Linked DNA regions of Hordeum vulgare: region 1 is linked to region 2. A link is a contact called in public Hi-C data. All regions are on one chromosome and are shown on one strand. The core of a region is the stretch at or near the end of the contact, and the rest is flanking DNA. Distances in the headings are between cores, read along the strand shown.

Region 1 (5,111 bases), core at 529-3,028, 810 kb after region 2:
CATAGCCAACCATTCAGGCATGGGCAGAAGGAATTCAGATACTGCAGCAGGACTAGCTTCAGATTTGTTTTGGGATGCTCCCACATAACTACCAATAAGAGGCGATGTTTTGACAAGTAACCAAAATATTAACACAGTTTAATCAGAAACCTAGGTGTTGATTGGTATATCTCCATAGGCTTCTCTACAGCTTTTCAACACATGAAATGCATTGATGTAATCACAAATTAGGTAATGTAGGTCCTCAGATTATGGCATAGACTACTGACAGAGAGAATAACAAGTAATATAACTCTCTCAGGTACATACTTCCAGAGGTTCAGGCATAAATATTCTAACACGATAATATCTTTCACTAACTCAAAGAGCTCCCTGGGCTTCTATACAGTTTCGTAAGCAGGTACAAATCACAATTTAAGAATACTTCATACTGTCATTCCGAAACAGAAGTACAAATCAGTTATAGAATTTTCCTATTGTCATCCTCGCTGCACATGTACCAAACATACGAGATCGTAGAGTGGAGAACAGAAGTTGCCATCACAAGCATTGTAGAGCAAAACACAACCACAGGTAAATGGAACTTCTTAAGTAAAGTTAGTGCTCATTGACCATACCTTCTTGGGATTAAGCAAGTAGTCATACAGAGTGTTCTCCTCCCACTCCACAGCCTTGTTCTTGTTTGCCGCAGAGTAGGAGTAACCAGCGGTGGTGCCCGACTGCCTCCCAAACAGACCATGCAAGTTTGGACCTGCAAGGGCAACATAGTGCTTGATATCAACAAAAACAATCTTCTGTCAAATGCTCATGTATACGTACATATGAAGATGGGATATCATGGAGGTTGAACCCGAACCATCTATTTAACACAGCAACTAATCATTTACAGGAGATACAATTCAACATCACAAAACATGAAAATAACCAGAAATGTAACAAAACTGTCCGTTTGGGTCAGCTTGCCTCGCACATTAGTGAAGACCAAGGAAATATACATGCCTTTGGTCAATCCTAGAATAAGCAGATCCCTAAAATCATTTATGAGATGATCGCAATAAAATAGACACAACCGCAGCCAGCAGCATCACGAAATTAATCTCAAGCAGAGAGAGCAGAGCAACAGCAACCTAATCACACGACGCAGGTGACTAAGCATTTCCCAGCAACAAACAATCGCGGAGGCATGCCCTACTGCAATAGATCACGATTTGAGCAACAAGCAACCACCAGGCACATGTAGATTCACAGTACGGCAAGCACCAGAAGTCGGGAAGGAGCATGTACCCATCGACCGCTGTGCTAAGCAACGCAACAGGAGTAAGCAGAGCAACAAACCCACGGCTGAATCGAGTGCCCCCATCACCAAGCGCAACAGATCTAAGCCGCTACTTCCGCCAGCACGAAGGGCGCACACGCAGATCTATCCGCGCAGCGTCCGATCTGATCTCAACCACCGCCCCCCACGCGAGCAGATGGGAGGGGCGATCCGGATCTCCCCCGCCCGGCACGGCGCGGGGCAGGCGAGGATAGACAGGCACGCCGGGACGTCGGAGGGGAATCGGCGTCTTACCTTGCTTGTGGCCCGCGCCCGCGTCGACGGTGTGGCACTGCGCGCACTTGGTCTTGAAGATCTTGGCGCCGGCGTCGGGGTTCCCGGGGGGAGCCTCGGAGAAGGAAGCCATCGCCGCCGCCGCCGCCGCAGAGACTCGCCGGAGGACTCGAGGGGGGGAGGCCAAGTGAAACTTTTGCTCGCCTTTCTGGCTGCGGGCGATTTCGTGGGGGATGTGTTGTATAGACCGGTCTAACGGTGCGGAAGTACAAGACTGCCCCTGAGGTCTCGGGTGCATCGGGCACGTGGGCGGGGGCGTTTCGGGGAAACGGGAGGTTCGAGAAGGTTTCCGTGTCTTGGAGGAAAAGAAAGGGCGTGGGGTGGGCGGCGCGTGGACGGTAGGCGTGGACGCCAGGCGCTCCGCTCGGTGTAGGGCGCCCACCAACTAGGGCTTTCCGTGGACCGGGTCTTTCTTTTCTTTTTTGTTTGTCTATCTATGGTGAACCGGGTCTATCAACTCCTTTGGGGGCATAGCGCTCGACTCGTGCCGTCGGATGGGGAAAGGAGAATCGTGTCCGCTGGTGGGTAGGGCGTATATGCGTATGGACATCGTTCAAATATTTTCAAGCAAAGGAGCCTTTCCTGGTGTCTTTTCCCTGTCGAGAAATTTTTCAAGACAAAAAGGGTTGCCTGGTTAATCAAGGGGTCAGATCATCTACAGCCGGACTTGTCAAATCCGGCCACTTTATACGCCACCGACCCCTTACATAGGCTATCGCACATCCATACATCATAAATTCGGAGCTTCAAATCCATATAATCCGTACATGTCAATTGTATAATATAAATTATCCGAATTCAACGGTTCGAAATAAAGCAAAGCAAATTATAGTTCAACATTTCAATATGTCAAAATAAAATCACTGTCCGGACGTGGCGGATGCCTCGCTTGCTGGCAGGATGTTGCCTGCTCAGAGGCCGTCTTGGTGTCTTGGTCCACGTGCATGCGGGCTACATGCTCCACCTGCATCATTGTCGTGTGCCCCCTTGCTGCCGCAGCCTCCCTTGACGCCTCGTACTCCTTACACTCGTTGATCTCCTTCTTCTTTTTCACAAATCACTTTTTTGCATACTCATCCAAGAGGTTGTCGTCCGTCTACATAATCTTGACATCCTTTGCGTCCTGTGCAAGTTACAACCTTCCATTTTCAAGCTTAATCTCTTAAAATATTTTGGCCTTCTCGAGCTGTCATTTGATCGTTACCTCTTACTTTTCCAACTCGATCTTCACCCTCTGAACTTCTAGCTTCTTTCCCGCACTCTTTCGGCCCCAATCGATCCTCTCTTTTTGCACATCCAACGTGAGCTTGTACTTTTCCTATTTTTTGTTCTCCCTTGCGGAAAAAATGTTCGTCCATGTGGAGGATATTTTTGGTGTTGCGGCGTCGCAGGAGGCCCTTGTCTTCTCCCATTTGTTTCTCATTACTTACATGTTATTTTTTGGCACAGTGGCTCTTTCATTCTCAACAACAATATCTCGTCCTATTCATCATATATATACTCTGATCTTAATTCAAAAAAGAGAAACTATAATCTGACTGATCTTACAGTTGTTGCTATCTGCATCCTCCTGCACAAGGTTATCTTGTCTCGTCTGGCGCCCCAGTATCTTTTTTTTTACCTGTTACAGTATCTTATTTACTGGCACGACGCATGGCGAATTAGTGATAGATCTAGACCGTCGGTCGTCCTGTGATCGAACCAAAGAACACACGCTCACAATCGTTCCAAAGCGAGACAAGAAAACACCATACACGAACAATTACATCTATTGAATCATCAACACATGAACATCGTCAACAGGTGGAGAAGCACTCCCCTAAACTTGCCGAGCTTTCCAGGTGTCAGCGTTCTTCAGCTAAAAGCTCAAATTTATTTCAGGTATTTACAGCGTTCTAGGTAGTAGTAATTCTTAAGGCAGTAGAGCTACGGCGGCATTAGTGGATATGATACACGTAGGTACACAACACTACTACGGTTAACAGGTGACAAAAGTGGTGGTGGTTGTGGTAGCGCCGCAGGCGAACATCAACCGTGGGCACGGGGAATAGCACGGATGATGCTTCGGCCATGGTGTTGCATCTGATTCCTTAGCAGGTTCAAAGCTATCTTGTTCTGCAGGATCCTAGAGGATGGAGACCTGGGGTTGGGTTAGTGCCAGTGTGGAGTAGAAGCCCTGCATGGACCAAGATTCATGTATGATGAGCCATATGCCATAGGCAGGTGTTGAACACAGTAAGTCATAATGTGAGATGGCAATATTAAGCGTTTTCATAAGGCAAATGTTTTCTGGTGCCCATGATCAGATTGCTTACTTTGGCTTTCTACCACCAACAGACAATTTATTCGGGCTTGGCTTGCTCGGCGACTGGGATAGCCGGCGTGGTGGAGGAGGCGGTGGTGGCTGCAGAATCAAGTGAGCAAAAGGTCAAGTCTAATGTCAAGATATACACCGTAAATTGTGTATCCGGTCATGAATACTCCCTCTGTACCAAAATACTTGTAGTTGGGGGAAACTAGGAAACTAGACTAGTTACCCCCAACTACAAGTATTTCGGTATAGAGGGAGTATACTTTAAACCAACAGTTATCATTCTGTAGCAAAATAAAAGGCCATACGTTTGGTGCCCTTGTCTTTGCGCTTCCAGTCTGCAAAGGAGTTGCGTTCTTTGATGCAAATACTCGAGATCCAACTGTCTCCTGAATGCCCTAAAAAAGATCACAATAGCGATTACATCTCTGATGTTTATTCTTGAACTTCCACTCTCTTGTTATATTATAATTGTACATTTTTTTCAGTAATAAGATTATGATGTGCCATGGGTGAATGTAAAATTCTATCCTCATAATAATGTAATAGAATATGTTCTAAATTTCACGCTTCCCTGCAGCAACTGACAGTTAATTTCCGCTCAAAGAAGAATTATCAGCATAGTGTGAGTCAGTAGAGAAGCACTCAGATATAGATAAAACACATCATGCAATCAGCTTAGCAAGAAAATGAGCACAATGCTGTGATCGAAATAACCAATGGCACCGCATGAAAACAAGGTCACACTTAGTTACCTGCTTATTTGGCTTTCTGATCTTCTCTACGACTCGATTGGCTCCAACATTCGCAGTCAAAACTTTCCTTGGAGGAAGATTAACAGAACTACACAAATAAGAGTGGTAGTTGTTATTAGCAGTACGATTAAACCAAATTTGGTAATCCAAACCATTATAGCTGTGTAACAAAATTAGCACCTGGATTTTAATTTCCCGCCAACTTGAAGTTCTAACCTTTCCTTAGCATAGCTGCCAAATGATGCAAAAAGAAGCAATCAAAATATGGTACAAAAAACAATTAAGCATACATGTCTGTAAGTTTGTACTGGTACCTTTTCATCTCTGGTTTGCTAGTTTTAACAAGATTTTGAGTAAATGCCTTCTGGGGAGTAGCCTGCATGAGGAACCGAGAGGGAACAGTCAGAAATATGTATGTTAACCCCTTTCAGCATAT
Region 2 (5,149 bases), core at 1,695-4,194:
CCATTTATAAATCCAATCATTAAACAGGTATGAAAATAGATTATTGATCAAACCATTATTCTTATCACATGCAAATCTGAGAAGGTTAGAATCTCGACCAAGAAGCACATGATAAGAAAGATTATGCATGACATCATAAAGTTCCGCAATGAACGCAATTTTGTTTTTGTTATATGCAGTACCATAAACTGCTATAAGATGTCACACAAAACCATTTTTTTATTCTTAATAGTAACTATAACACAAAACTTCTTGTCAATAAAACCAATGATCTCAAATAGGTTATTTCTAAGGCCCACAAGGATGCCACCAGCAGTATTAACAATAGGTAAAACATGCCAGCAGTAATCAATACCACTGGTAATGGAATTCAATATATGACTATCAATGTTCTTTCTTTTAGTTTTGAAGAAACCAATAAAATCCACTTTATAATTATTAAGAAAATCTCCTAGGCACTAAAGTTTACCATGTTGACCTAAACCCGTGATGTTCCAAAAAGCCCCTATCATTTAATTTTAAAAGGACGGGATAAGCCACAAGGCTTGCTTTTAGTAATAAGGATTGGACTATCCACTACTAAAGCAACAGTGCCATATGTTCTAGAGTTGGGAACAGTGCCACTAGGGGATATGTGATCTTGAACACTAATATCCAAATTATCAGGGAGAACAATTTCCGAGTTAAGGTCAGCAAACTGAAGACATCTGAGTTTTTCAGGTTCAATCATGTCCAAAAGGATAAAAAAATTAGATTCATCATTACCAATGCATATATCAATTTTTTCAACTTGATCCACAAGATTATGAACGTCCGCGCAAGAAAAAGATTTACCTTTGAATGATTTGGAAAGTTCCAGGTTCTTATTCTTCCAATACGCATTTGCCTTGTCCATAATGTTGATGTTACCATGCCCTCTCGTGGTAGGTTTGTTTGAGAGCACTGGTCCCGCTTGGTAGAAGCCTCCTCCTGATATTTCAATTTCTTCTCCGAATCAACCTTCTCTAAGGTTTCCAGCAAATATCTCTTAGTAGACCAAATGACTTTCACCAGCTCCTCAGGAAAACATTGCATTTCAGGGTGGTTATTGTCCTCTTCTTCATCAGAATCAGCCATGCTGAATTTTTTTAGTTGGTCACAAAAGTATTCCATGTGGAATCACATGGGATCTCCAATCTGAGGAGGTGATGCAAGAAGTATCTCGGGGAGTTACCTTTTCCTTCAACCTCTTCAAAGGTACATATTTTTGTTGCACCACCAACACTGATTTCTTCAATGAAATCATTGTGAACATGATCCATTAGACCCGGGGGTGGAATTCAGCTGCAAAAACAACCACTTTTTGTTTACTACTAGAAGTAGAGGCAAGGGTATTCTTCTTAGGGAAATTGGCCTTATCTAGCTCATCTATTGGGGTGTCCTCATCTTCTTCCACATCGTCTTTATCTGTTAGGTCAGTATTTTCCTCAAGCTCCTTCTCTTCATTCTTGCTAATGTTAGGACCTTCCTTGTCTCGGTCATCCCCATCTTCATCATCCTCTTCACCAATCTAATCAAAACCTTCCACATAGAAGAACATCAGATACAATTTCTTTTTAATTTCCACCAATCTCTCAAAATGGGTTTTGGTTGGGTCCCTACATGCCACCTTCACACGAATGACCTCATATACGCATTTAAAAATGCCATTCCAGTCCACATCCACAAGGATACCAAAACAAGAAGTGATTTGAGAAAATACTTTCCAAGCACACCACTTGGGAGGAAATCCTTCAATCTGAACCCATGCTTCAGTGAGTTCTCCAAAGGGGTCTAGCATTCCTTGCCATTCGACCACCTTCGTAAAAACTCCATCAAAAGGCAGATCAAAATGAGGGAACTCAATCAGATCTTCAACATTCTTCCGATGAGGAAAGCATAGAAGGAATTTTTTACTTTCCACCTCTTTGATCTGCCGGGGCCATTCCTTGTTCTTGCAAAAGATATCGTTCAGTTGCATCAGTAATTCTGAGGTAGACACCTCCCCTCTCACCACATGTAGCAGAGTACAATTTTTATAGTTCATCCAACTTGATTCCACACACACGGGGATGTTAATATGGTAAAACCCTAAATCTGGAGCAACACTTCCAAAGTATGTTGCGGTAGGGTGTTGATGGACCCATGTTGCACAGTTGTTTACATTGTGTCCATCCTCACAAATGAAACACTTCTTGGTTTCAATGCAGTTACCAATGTAGTTCCTATGCCAACTTCAATTGAAACAAGTCATATCCTTGTACCTCGGATCCACGGCTTGAGTAGCTGGTGGATGTGGGACTGCAGGTGCCGCTCGTACTGGGTTGGGAGCCCCTCACACCAGATTCTTCGTTGCCACCCCCACCCTTGGCCATGGCCTTGGTCGGTTTCGTGGGAGCAGGTGGAGGAGGTGTGGGAGGCTGGACTTGCCCTCCCTGGGCAGGCACCGTCTTCTTGTTGGCCTGGCAACATGGAGGCCACTACTGTTGCTATCCCCCTTTGTCCATATTCCTCTTGACCACCTCCGTGAACGACAATGAACCAGGGCTGATCCCCTCCATCAAAAGCTTGAAGATGGTGGGGTAGGGTCAAAATGACCTAAGCACTCAACTGGAAAACAATCTTCTCTCAAAAATTTCCTAGATTGGAAGAAGTCTTTCCTCACCCAGAAAATTTTGGGGATGGCATATCTAGGGTATGGAGGGGAGGGGGTTGTGTATGTGAGGCCGGCGGCGCACGGTGGAAGGGATAACCCAAAGTAATCCAAAAAACTCTGCCGTTTCCTCCTCAAAGCTATTTTCCTCACGGAAAGACGGCTTTGGCAAATGCGCCTTCCGCTTGACCACACATCCCCAGATGAGGGGTGCAGGAATCGCAACTGGTTCACGCAAGGGCAATTTCGAATAAGCCCGTGGCACCTTAGGAACCACAGCGTCGCCATCCGACAAAGACCTCGCCAGGGTTGGGGAGGCACAAGCACCCCATGGCAACTGTGGAAGGCGAGGAGTAGAAACTCCAACAACAAGACTAGTAGGAGAAATGTCACACTCTCACAAACCACGATCTAAATTTTTGACCAGAATGTCACCACAACTCCCCACATCACGAAAACTCCCTTACTCCGGTAAGCAGAGATATCACCACGGTCTCCTGGCCACGGTGGTGGTTCCAAACTGCGGAGATGCAGCTCTCCCCCTTCACGACGCGCCCACAGCTCCGAGCCAAGCGCCCTTCGGCGAGCACGTCCGCTGGGAGCCCAAGGCTTTAGGGAACGAGGGGCAGGTTGACCCCGGGGGGGGGGGGGGGGGGGGGGGGGGGATTGGCCAACTCTATCACTGGCGGCAGACGGATGTTGAGACGAGAGGGGCTCTCCGCCTTGAACTGTCTCCAGCTCGCTGCCTGGCGTGGATCCATCGTCTCCGCCTCCTCGATGTCCCATAATATCATATCGTAGTCCATCCAGCCGTCGTCGCCGCAAAAAGGGGCTCGCTCCTCGAAGGTAGATCTGTGGATGATCTCCACCATAATATCTCGCCATTTGGAGCGGTCGGGGAAGCGCCCCCGCACCACGCGCAACATCTCCGCGTGCACCTCCGAAGAGTGCAGGTCGATTTCCGGCAGCAGCTCCACCGGAATCGTCTACTGAAGGGCCATCAGAGCTGCCACCATTGTTGTGGGGTGTGCCTGCCTCGCGTGGCCTCGACGACACCTCCCCGCTATCCTCCTCTCGGATCTGGGGGCTGGGGCTTGGTGGGTGGATGGCGGGAGGCTGAGAGTTGGAGTTATGGGAGTAGGCGAGGCACAGGGGCCATTAATGGTGGACCCGAGGTAACCTCGCAGTCGCCTTTGTCACGGGTGGAACAATCCATCTCCTCTGATCCCAACAAAGTGTACTTGTAAAAGCAGAATGGAGTTAAGCTTGTTTACATAAATACGCATTTCCTCATGTTTTTGTTCTTCTTTCGTGGGAGGCACATTTTCCTTCTCGTGGAAGCACGGATTTGGTTTCGCGTGAGGCACAGTCATCCCTCTTTGGAAAATGATCTTTTTTTGCTTCCGATTCGTTTTTTTCGTCTAGTTTGTTTATGAAGAAAAAAGTTCTCGAAACCTATCAATGCAAGGTCTAGTTATAAAGATCTCTCACGCGAGTAATCCAACAGTAAAAACGGTTTGAGATTTGAACGCACGGTACAAAAGATAAAACGTTTTGAATACTGGGTTGATACAAGTGACGTACAGGCAGTTGCCACTTGTCTTAACATGCGGAGATATGAGTGACCTTTGCAAAGAGTACCAATTAATTAGTAATTTCGCTATATAACATATTTTGATCAAACAGCCATGCGATGCACACAAGCACGAGCAGCTAGGCCTAGCCCATTAACCCCACGTTTTCCCCGTGACTGTAACGGGTCGGAAGAGGCATTATGGCGATCCAACATTGTAGCAACCAAACGATGTATCTTGCAGAAGATCGGCAAATCCAAAATGGCGCCCGCTACGCCCGTTACAATATTTTGTGCAATCAGGAGCACACCCCGAGATGCGCTGGGCCAACCCGATGTCCCTTTATTTTCTCTCTTCAAACTCAAGCAAAGCAAAAAGGATGCAAGGCGGGGTTCAAAATCAGGATCTCCACATTCAAAGAGCAGCGCAACAACCACTACGACAAGCCGATATATACGTTTACATACTTCTTTTTCTTTATTTATTTATTCTTTGTCAAGGTTGCGGAATCCCCCACTTTTGGAAAGCTTCCAGAAGCTTTTCAAACCTTTTTTTGTTTTTGAAACGGTTTTTTACTGTACTTTTCATTTTTCATTTTTCCATTCTATGTTTCTTTTTTCTTTTACTAGAATGCATGATTTTTTAAAATTCGCGACTGTGTTTTTAAAATTCGTGAATTTGTTTTCAAAATCTATGAATTTTTACTAATTGATGGGCTTAATTTCTATAAGTAAATGAACCATTTTCAAACTTGATGAACTTTTAAAAAAATCAATTTACATTTATTTAAATAGGATGAACCTTTTTCAAATCAATGAACTTTTTCAAAATCGTGAAATTTTTCAAAATTTAGTGAATTGTTTGTCAAATTTTATGAACTTTTTTCAAAAATTAATGAACTTAT

The links. Hi-C and Micro-C count contacts between places; a contact is called where the count stands out from the background.
Region 1: a Hi-C map of leaf shows a contact between it and region 2, with 2.1 times the contacts expected there. The contact joins the promoter of LOC123442708 here to the enhancer-like site in region 2. A contact is called at or near these places in 3 of 6 Hi-C or Micro-C datasets (leaf and seedling).

The regions. Positions count from the first base shown.
Region 1 is chr1H:428,483,637-428,488,747 of MorexV3_pseudomolecules_assembly, forward strand. It overlaps LOC123442708 (cytochrome c), which reads right to left and starts at 1,779. Exons shown (of 3, transcript XM_045118831.1): 1 at 1,571-1,779; 2 at 618-751. The coding sequence starts at 1,682. It overlaps LOC123442719 (protein WVD2-like 7), which reads right to left. Exons shown (of 10, transcript XM_045118843.1): 5 at 4,990-5,051; 6 at 4,856-4,906; 7 at 4,676-4,763; 8 at 4,229-4,318; 9 at 3,925-4,013; 10 at 3,361-3,785. The coding sequence ends at 3,761.
Region 2 is chr1H:427,673,242-427,678,390 of MorexV3_pseudomolecules_assembly, forward strand. No RefSeq gene overlaps it. Among protein-coding and RNA genes, the nearest start is that of LOC123442669, 150 kb to the right of the region's middle. Within about 2 kb of position 2,945, at least 3 of the 3 cell types and tissues checked have open chromatin away from gene starts, as enhancers often do. A contact at or near this core is called in leaf and seedling, where this site is marked.